2 separate regions of the Zea mays genome follow, and region 1 is linked to region 2. The links are chromatin contacts, called in public Hi-C maps. All regions are on one chromosome and are shown on one strand. Each heading gives the region's core, a stretch centred on a gene start, on an enhancer-like site or on the middle of the called end of the contact. The rest is flanking DNA. Distances are from core to core; before and after follow the strand shown. Region 1 holds the start of LOC100279089. Region 2 holds the start of LOC100272692.

Region 1 (4,939 bases), core at 1,010-3,509, 580 kb before region 2:
CCAGTCCATATGCATGCACTGACGGGATTCGGCAATCATTCGTGCGTTTGGCCCGGCCGCCTGTATGCAAGCTCAGATCAATGACGATAAGAGAGGTTCACGAGTGGATAAGGAAGAACACCTGATTGGGTCGACAGGCCTGCACTGCAGCCTTTTCTCTTCTAGTAATGAACAGTCAGTGATGAGAGAGAGAGAGAGAGATAGAGACAGGGGGCACACCGGGTCTTGTTGGCGTCTTGCTGGTTCCGGGTTGGGACAGCTTCGCCTTCGATCGATCATGCCATCCTAATTGACTCCTGATTCGGCGTCTTTCACTTTTATTTTTTTGTAATGTTGGACGAAAGTTCAAATGAAAGGGAGGCTATCATTAGGCAGCGGGCACCAACAGACCGGCAGCGCTAGCAGACAGACACGGACAGAGAACTCGATTCCACCTTTCCTTTCCATGGGGCAAAAATAAAAAAAACTGATCACTCAACAGCTTTATTTGTTGCACAAATTGTGTAAACAATAGTATTATAAATTTATAATGTGTAGAAACAAGACGCCAGCCGTCCCATGCAACGCAAAACGGCAGCGCAGTGCGTACGCGACACACACAGGCCCGTCTCAAAACCGGCCGGGGTCACTGTGTGGTGGTGGTGGTGGGCGGGCGTTCGGTCCGGCGTCAACCTCAGAGCCCTCTCTTTAAATTTTGCCTCCCCCGGTCGCGTTGGATCCATCATCCGTTCCCGATCGTCCGCGCTGACGTCGACGCGCGCCACGATTAATCAAGCTGACAGACGTACTGAAGCTGCGCTGGCTGCTCTCTGTTTGGAGGATCATCATCATCAAACGAATGCATGATGAAGGCCGGAGGAGGCTGAGCTTATATTAGCGAGTAGTTGACCCGAGCCCGCTGCTGCACTGCCCACGCGCGCACGGGTGCAGGAAGAGCGGAGGACACATACGGTTTGCTCAAGGAGAGCCGCCTTTGACTCCCATCCCATGGCTGATCATATCGTCGACAATAATGTGCTCGCGAATGCGATAGTGATTCTGTACCTGCTGCAGAGTGCAGACTACGCACGATGCACCGCGTTGTGATAGTGATCCGGTACCCGTAGACAATCAAGCAGCCGAGCGTGACGACCGGACCGACCGAGTTCATGCCAGGAGCGGAATAATGGAACGAGCTGCATGCATTACGGGATCCTAAATTCTTTGGGATTTCGCTGCCATTTTCCGCAGAGAACAGTGCCCGTAGCAAGTCCGGTACGTACCACGTGAGTGAGTAAGATTGCGGCTGCCTTTCCGGCCGCACCACCGACTTGCATGCTTGCCGTGCCGGAGAGAAGAGTAGCACTGTACATAGCGGCCTCACGTGATCCCATGCGTATCTTCCGTCGCAACATCAAGGGCAAGGCGCGGTCAGGTGGATCCAGTGATTTCTCTTCCCTGCAACTTGCGGCAAGGACACGAAACATTAAGCGTGTGTTTGGTTGACTGTCCCAGATGCCACAGACGAAGGTTAGACATGCTCAATTTTCGTAGGTAAGTGTTTAGTTTATGTCTAATATTAGAAGGTCATTCCTAATATTAACGTAATGTTAACCCGGTAACACTCATTGTAGTTAGGAGGGCCCCTGCAACGCTTTCGTGCCCTTTCAAAATAGTAGTTGTTTTATCTCTTAGTTTTTTATGTCCATATTTAAATAGTAGTATGGTGCATTGGTGCACTATCATTTCCTGAGCGGCTCATATCAATCTTTTTATGAGGTGTTTGGTTTGATGAATCACTCTATCCAAAATAAAGTGGTGCATCATGGATCCATTGCTCAAATTTGGTGGAATGACTTCATTCCACATATTAGTACTAAATAAACTAACTATGAGAAATGAGGTGGTGATGGATTAACTCACTCCATTCTACAAACCAAACAAAAAAAGTAAGGAGTAGAAAGATAATGAACTACATCATTCCTCAAACCAAACACTCCGTTAGTTTTTTAAGACCACTGCCCCCAAACCACATCTGTTGGAGTCGTCTGGACAAAAGTTTGGGGGGAATCTTCCAATCCATGCACACCTCAGGGCGCACACCTCACCACCACACCATTAATAAATAATAACTGCAAACAAAGGCCACCATCCGTTGCCCCCTCTACCCCTCCTCCTCCCTCCATCTCTTCTCGATAGCTTCTCAGTGCCGTCTGCCGTGGCTCATTCCCAACCTTCCCCAGCCAGCATAAAACAAGCGAAGAGCCACCCTAAACCACCTACTAGAGCAAATACTCTCAAGTCCCAACTAACCAAAACTGGGAGGAAGAGAAAAGCTGCAGACACGGTCTCTCTCTCACCCTTCACCGCTTCACGTAGCAGCAAGAAAAAGAAAGAAAATAAAAAGAGAGAGAGAGACAGAGATGGCTTGCACCTTGAAACTCCAAAACCCACCATGAAAAAAGACCTTCTCTGGCCCCTGACCCTGAGAGAGAGTTGCTGTTGCTGCCATTCGGTCGGTGCCTCCTTTTCGGTACGCCGCTGGTATGTGGTATCACTGGTATGGTTGTTCTCCCATCCCAAGGCGACGAGGGAATAGGAAGCTAGAAAGTTCGTCTGCAGTCTGCACCTTTGCCCATGGCCTAGGCGCCTAGCTCAGGCCGTAGCTCAGCGTCCGTCCATGGGCCAGGGAGTCTGAAACCTTGCTTGCCTTGCCTGCCCGCTCCTCTCACTTCTCTCTCTCCTCCTCGCTCGTGTCCCCGGCGTTCTGCTGGTCCCTGGGGACTGGAGAGCGAAGGTCTGTCTCCTTTGCGCCTGCTCTGCTTCTTCAATGCTGGGCGTCGGTGGCTTGGGCTCGGGCTCGGGCATGGAACCAGGTACCAGCTGCGGTGCTCTGCTCAGAGAGCTTCAGGTACTCGTCTTGCTTTAGAAACTCGTTTTTTTTTGCCATATTTATCCCGCGTGCTTGCTAAATGCCACTGCTAGCTTCGTGTTCCGAGATTCCCTCGTGGTGCTTCGTTAACCCGTCCTCTTGGCGCGTGTTCAGGTTTTGTCCCGTTTAACTGGGTGAAAAAATTGCAATTCTACAGATTTTATCGCCAAATTTCTTTTTTTTGGGTTTCTTCAGTTCTTAGTTGCCTAGAACCTCTGTGTTTGGTTTTTGTCATTTGTTTCTTCAGTCCAAATAAATACAGATAAAATGACACTGGCAGCTTCAGAGCTGTGTGTTCCATGGTTTCTTCAGCTGTTTAGTTTTTTTTTCCCATGGTTGCAGAGAAGTTAAAAGAAAAGAAAAAAAAAATCCGCCCCTTGAGTTATGCAAGGCGATTTTCTCTGTATTCTCTCCTTTTCCGGGCGGTGAACTGCTCTGCTCGGCAGGCGAATTCCCTGATGCAGTGCAGTAGCTTTATTGTGGACGGCTCTCCTTTTTTTCCACCTTTATGGTTCTTGTCTTCTTGAGCAATCGAAAAGGCTATTCCGGCTGGCTCTGCTAGCGCAAGCAGGCAGTTAAGATGGGACAATAGCAACTCTTTTTAACCTAATTGAGCTTTACCGTTTACCTTTACAAATTAATATTGCTATTATTGGTCAGATAGTTCATGAGTTAGGCCAGACTAACCAAAATGTACTCTGAAACTGCATGTGTCCTTTTTATCTGTATTTAATAATCCAAGTAATAATACTATTCTAGTGTTTGCTCATTAACTCGTGCAATGCTGGTTCTTGCGATCAGCAAATCTGGGCAGAAGTAGGGGAAAGTGAGGGCGAGAAGAACAAGGCGTTGCTGGACATCGAAAGAGAGTGCCTGGAAGTCTACCGCAGGAAGGTGGACGATGCCAATCGGACTAGGGTCCAGCTGCACCAGTCAGTGGCTGCCAAAGAAGCTGAGGTTGCATCTCTGATGGCAACCCTTGGGGAGCACAAGCTGTACTTGAAGGTATACAACTATACACGGTGATGGGCTGATGATGAGGTGACGCACTAATTAGGTTGGTTGGCGTATTGGACATGCATGGTTCGCTTCTTGCTGAAATGGACATGGACTGTAGATATATGAAGCCTCTTGAGGAGACTTGTTTTTCTACGAATGCTGAACTTTACTTTCTCACCAAGCTTTAGTCAGTTCTTTCTAAACTGCCGTGAATTAATAACATTACCAATGTTACACAGTAGTTTGGGTTGCATATGTTCTACAGCGTTCATTTTATTGCCTACAAAATACAGCTCTTGATAGTGCCATGTCTGACTGACCGAGAAATAACTTTTCACGGCGTCTTTGGCAGAAAGACAAGGGCGTTGTACCACTCAAGGAACAACTTGCCACCGTCGCCCCAGTACTGGAGAGCTTGAAATGCAAGAAAGAGGAAAGGATCAAACAGTTCTCTAATATTAGGTCACAGATTGAGAAGATCCGCTTTGAGCTAAGTGAATATAATGATCAGGGTGATGACCCGAGCAGTCTTGCTGCTGAGGAACACGATTTGTCGATGAGGAAGCTTAATAGTTACCAAACACAGCTTCGTGCCCTTCAGAAAGATAAGGTATACATCCTGAATCTGCCTGGTTACCTTTCTGAAGATTTTTTTAAATGTGATTTTTTTTCCTGAAGATTTTGGTATTAGTATTGCTAACTGAAAGATTTCTGGTCGATAGAGTCAGTACAGGTGCTTCTTCTGCATGTATTATTATGGGGTGCAAGCGAATTCCTAGATGTAGTATCTTCTTAGACCCTGTTTGGTTCCTTGAAATTAAGAGGAATTCCAACATAATCTGATTTCCATTCAAGATCCTTAATGTTTTTGCTACACTTTCCAAAGAGGGACAAGTTGTTTGATTTGTTTTGTCAGCCATTTCTGTACAGTAGTATATATTAATTAATTGTATAGAGTTGAAGTTCGTCTTAACTCTCTGCAGCTAGGAACCCTTTTAGCTCCTTTACTTATTTAGGAACGCGGGCAAC
Region 2 (4,726 bases), core at 1,421-3,920:
AATTGTTAGTAGATAAAAAATTGATAGTTAGTATAGAAAATGATATTTTATAGTTGTAGTGGGGTATAGGGGGAGTATTTAGGGGGAACCGCTGCGGGAGATGGAAAAATAGGGGGAAAAATAGGGGGGGAAAAGTGATATAGAGGGAAAAATTTAGGGGTAACGGTTGCGGATAGCCTTAGCTGCCTCCAGCTTTTGGGAACGTAAGCAGCCGTAACGCAGCCTGTTTGTCTACACGTACGCCCTGTGGCCCGTGCCAATGCCAGCGAAACCATGCAACGGACGTTTTCAGCTACTAGTTCCTGACCAAAAGCTAGTTGCGGTTCGTCGGTGCAGTGCAGGAGGGATGTCATGAGCCACCACCGCCATGATTGGAGAAATTTATTCGTTCGATTTACATTGCAGGTTACGCTCATAATTTACACCACAACAGGTGGCTAGCTAGCTAATCCTACATACACCGCCATGATTCATGCATAGTACAAGCCTAGCCTAGCCTCGCGTCCTTATGATGGTGATGGTGCCGCGCCCGCCGGGGGTGTGCAGGCGCGTGAGGCTGGCGACGGCCTTGCCCGAGAAGCCCGGCTGGTCCGCGGACACGCGCGGCGCGCACGCGAACTCGCCCACGGGGTGCCGGACCGGCCGCGCGGGCCGCATCAGGATGCGCGCGTTGATGTCCGCCAGCGTCGCGCCGCCGTCCAGCCCGTCGGGCTTCAGCAGCGCGAACGGGCGCACCACCCCCGCGCCCTTCCGCCGCTTGCTGCCGCCGCCGCTCTGGCTGCACTCCTCCGCCGCCGCCGCCGCCGCGTGCTCCGACGACGACTCTGCTAAGGACAAAACGTACAGCGGCAAAAGCTCGGGTTATTAGTAGCACGAGGGGAACGAATGATGATGGGGGTGTCTACTCTACTCTCGCGCCAGCCGCCGCTGCTGGCTGTGAGAGAGAGCTCGCGTGCGCGGCCGTGACAAGACGGGACGTCGAGACCCACACCTTCGCGTGTCGCGCGTTTCAGCGAGGGCGCGGAGGTCCTCGGCAGCGGCGGGGTCCCGGCCCGGCCCCGCGCCCGCGCGGTGCCCTGCTGCATCTGTCCCTGCGGCTGCAGGTCGACCCCGCCGGCGCGCGGGTCCCCCCCGCGGCAGTTGGACGAGGACGAGCTGGGGAGGGGCTCTGCCTCTGCGGCGGCGGGGCACACCGCTCCCTCCGCTGCCGGCGCGAGGCCCGCGGAGAAAATCGAGCTCAAGGGATCATCGCCGTCATCATTGTCATCATCTGCAGGACAGCAGGAGAGGTTGATTAGTCAGTTCCATCGGCTGAGTTCAAAACTGGGGAGTGACTGGCCAAGAAGATTACGCACACTAATGACTAATTTACTATTAGCAGTAGTAGAATCTCTGTCAGCACTAGTACAATCTAAACACGTAGAACCCAGATCTGTCTTTTCTTCAAAAGACGCGCCCTGCTATACCAGTGTAGTACTACGCAGTTGCCACTATATATATAATAATAATAATAATACTGAAACTAGCACACATAATGATTCTAATAACAAATTAACAATGTGCTACCAATCCATGCATCGATCATGCGCAAATCATGGGGCGGGCCGTGACAATTACGTGACGCTAAACTCCCGCGGGCCCCACGTCTCCGATGGCAACGCATTGACAAAACAACATTGTTTAACGCTTAGCTCTACGACCTGGCTGGCTCTGTCCTCGGCCTCCGTCCGACCCCGACCCCGACCCAACCCCCCACCACGGGGTGTGTGTACTTCACGCGAGGCGCGAGGGACCAACAGGACCTAAAATCTAACAGGTCCGTCCGTCTGCATTGCAGACGACGACGAAAGCCGGTCAATTTCAGTTGAGAGAGTGGGAGCGGAGGAGGAGGGGTCGATTCAAACGGGGGCGCTCGCTCACAGTGGACGAAGGAGTCGGTGGTGGGGGTGCAGTAGTCCTCCCCCCGCTCGTGCGTGACGCAGCAGCTGGAATTGAAGGCGGCCTGCTGCTGCGCCTTGAGCGGCTCGCCCACGTCGCCGTCGTGGCAGCTCGCGTCCCAGAAGCTCTGCAAAGGACACGCCAGGGGGGTTGGTTTGGTGAGCAAGTGCTAGCTAGCACTAGCAGAGTAAATTCATAGCTCTGGCTGCTACTGCTACTGCTAATGCCAGGAGGTATGGTATGGCCATGGTCTGCTGCTTCACCCGACGCACCAGGAGAAGGTCGTCCAGCTCGCCGGGGATCGCGGCGGCCACGTCGTGCGCCGACGGCGGCAGCGCGGGCAGCGCCGGCTCCATGCCTGTGGCGACTGCAAAGCCAGGAACAACCGATCGACGGGGATCATCATCAACAATCCGGGCCAAGGAAGGTCGCGAGCGCGCATGCATGCGACACGTACAGAGCGGGAAGAGGTCGTGGACGTCGGCGGTGAGGAGCCCGAAGCAGCCGAACGGCGCCGGCGCTAGCTGCTCCCACCCGAGCACGAAGCAGTCGCCGCCGCCGCCGCCACTGCCACTGCTGCTGTAGTTGTCGAAGCAGGTGGCGGTCGTACCAGCGGCAGCCATCCCCATCATGTGGAGCGGCCACGCTTGCCTCCCCTCCATCAGCTGCACCTCCCTTTCCATGGCTCGGTGTAGCGGCAGCAGGAGAAGGACGTGAGTGAGGCAGACAGTGTGTAAAGACTGAGTGGACTGTGAGAGAGGCTGGGTGGAGACAGACAGAGCTTGGCATGCTTAAATAGCAAGGCTTTTCGCCGGGGCGTGAAAAGCAAAAGCGCGCAGCCTACTAGCATACCGGAGTAGCATGTTAAGTCCACTACTTTGACACTCTACGCGGGTTCCAACGTGGGTCGCTATCTATCGGTGACATGCTACTGCTGATCGATATGACTCCAACGACGATTGGTTTGACCAATAATCCATCGATTAATCTATCGATCGGTTGGTCTGATCGGTAAATTTATCATCAATCGATACCAAGTACTCTCTTGTATAGGCTATCGTATCGGTTGGTCTGATCGGTACCAACGCGTTAGAGTCATTATCAATCGATACCAACTGTTCAGTTGGATGGGCCGATCGATACTAACTAGCATTGATATATGACAGATCCCGTCAGTTCAGTTGGTCGGTTGTAGCGACATGGCGCATGTCCTAATTAGCCCACGTGTGCGTCACGTCAGCTAACCGTTTTGAAATGCCTAAATTCCAAAAAAATAAACAAAAATAATCTAGTCTACAAACAGAGAACGACATTTAGGTTCATTAATATCCATCACTCTTCATTTCACTCCTACCACTTCATATTTCACTCCTCTCTCTTCTTTCACACTACCAAACCACTCTCGCCATGTCTTTCTTGTCCTTCGACATTAAGATGACCAAAGACGATGTACTCCATATACTGCATCAAACTTTAATGGATGCAACAATGATGCTTGCCTCCGGGTCTTCAGAGAGAGAGAGAGAGAAAGAGAGAGAGAGAGAGAGAGGATGTAGAAGCAGAGCTACATCGACCGGGATCGTGAAGCTGGCCACAACCTGATGATGTAAGACTACTTCAACGACCTATGTGTCTACCCTCCACTCTATCTGGTTAGCTAGCTAATTTCACTAGCAATTTTCTTAGACAGCTAACCATTAGCTCTAGTGCATGGAAACATGTCCAAAAGCAAGACTCTCTTGATTAGAAATTGGCTGACGTACATATCTGTTACTGTACAGCTGTGTCACTTGTTGTCTATGCCACGCCCCGCGCGGTGTCGCTCGCTACCTGTACCGGATGTACGTACACTTTCGTTTACCTTTTGCTGGCTGGGGGCGACTTGTATGGCGCAGTCAGCTAAGATAAGCCGTGGGCCGGGTGGGGGAGAGGAGAAAAAGAAAGAAAGAAAAGATACGGGTGTGGGGCTGATCGAGTACGTAGACGAGTACAAAGTCCAAGCGAAGCAACGAAAGCAAAAGATGAGGGTGGTTGAGCGCCGGCGGGGAGCTGAGCTCTTTCCTCGTGATTCGTTATGTTCTTCCCGTGCCGCCGCTTTATTTGTTCTCCTTTTGCTTGAGTGAGATCTTCTCTCCTTTTCTTTCTTTCTTTCTTTCCTTACGGTTTGTTCGTCGTCCATTCCATGTCTCTATTGTTTTTATATATATCTCTCTCTCTCTCTCTGGCTGTCATCCCCCAGTCACACCCGATCCATCCTACAATAACCTGCTTTTGTTTTTCTCGCTGATTCCATCGTCTTGTTCCTGGGAATCACGAATCAGATGCCTGTGGCTGTGGCCGTGTCAACCATTTCGAAAACTGTCGGCAGAGGTCCGTGTGCAGTTAGCCAATTCTTTTAGCGCCGAGCCATTTCTTCTCCGGCTCAGACTCAGAACTCTCCTCAGGCTCTTGGTCTTGGCCGTTTTAAGAATGACGGTAGGCCGGACCGCGAGTCTGCTATGCTTACGCCCCGCCGCATTTTTATACGTTTCGTGTCAGTTACGGGTAGGTCAAAGCTCGCTAGCTGCAGGTAGCCACCTAGTGAGTGAGATCACTACTACTGGTCAGAGGGCGAACGGTGAAAAGGGGTGTGGGCGGGCGGACCAGCAGCTTCGTCAGCTTTTCCCCTGCCCTCTCTCGTAGTCGTAGCAGGCACAGGACCAGACATACCTGCCTCGAAAAGACGGTAAACAGTTTTTAGGGACTATATATACCCCTACATTTCTAAACATTTCTGAGTGGAATTACA

The links. Hi-C and Micro-C count contacts between places; a contact is called where the count stands out from the background.
Region 1: a Hi-C map of tassel shows a contact between it and region 2, with 2.0 times the contacts expected there. The contact joins the promoter of LOC100279089 here to the promoter of LOC100272692 in region 2. A contact is called at or near these places in 3 of 25 Hi-C or Micro-C datasets (bundle sheath, ear and tassel).

What each region holds. Positions count from the first base shown.
Region 1 is chr7:129,642,062-129,647,000 of Zm-B73-REFERENCE-NAM-5.0, reverse strand. It overlaps LOC100279089, which reads left to right and starts at 2,259. Exons shown (of 12, transcript NM_001350278.1): 1 at 2,259-2,890; 2 at 3,713-3,916; 3 at 4,263-4,520. The coding sequence starts at 2,810.
Region 2 is chr7:129,065,302-129,070,027 of Zm-B73-REFERENCE-NAM-5.0, reverse strand. It overlaps LOC100272692, which reads right to left and starts at 2,670. Exons shown (of 5, transcript NM_001147147.1): 1 at 2,396-2,670; 2 at 2,211-2,305; 3 at 1,921-2,065; 4 at 992-1,270; 5 at 374-824. The coding sequence starts at 2,621. The coding sequence ends at 493.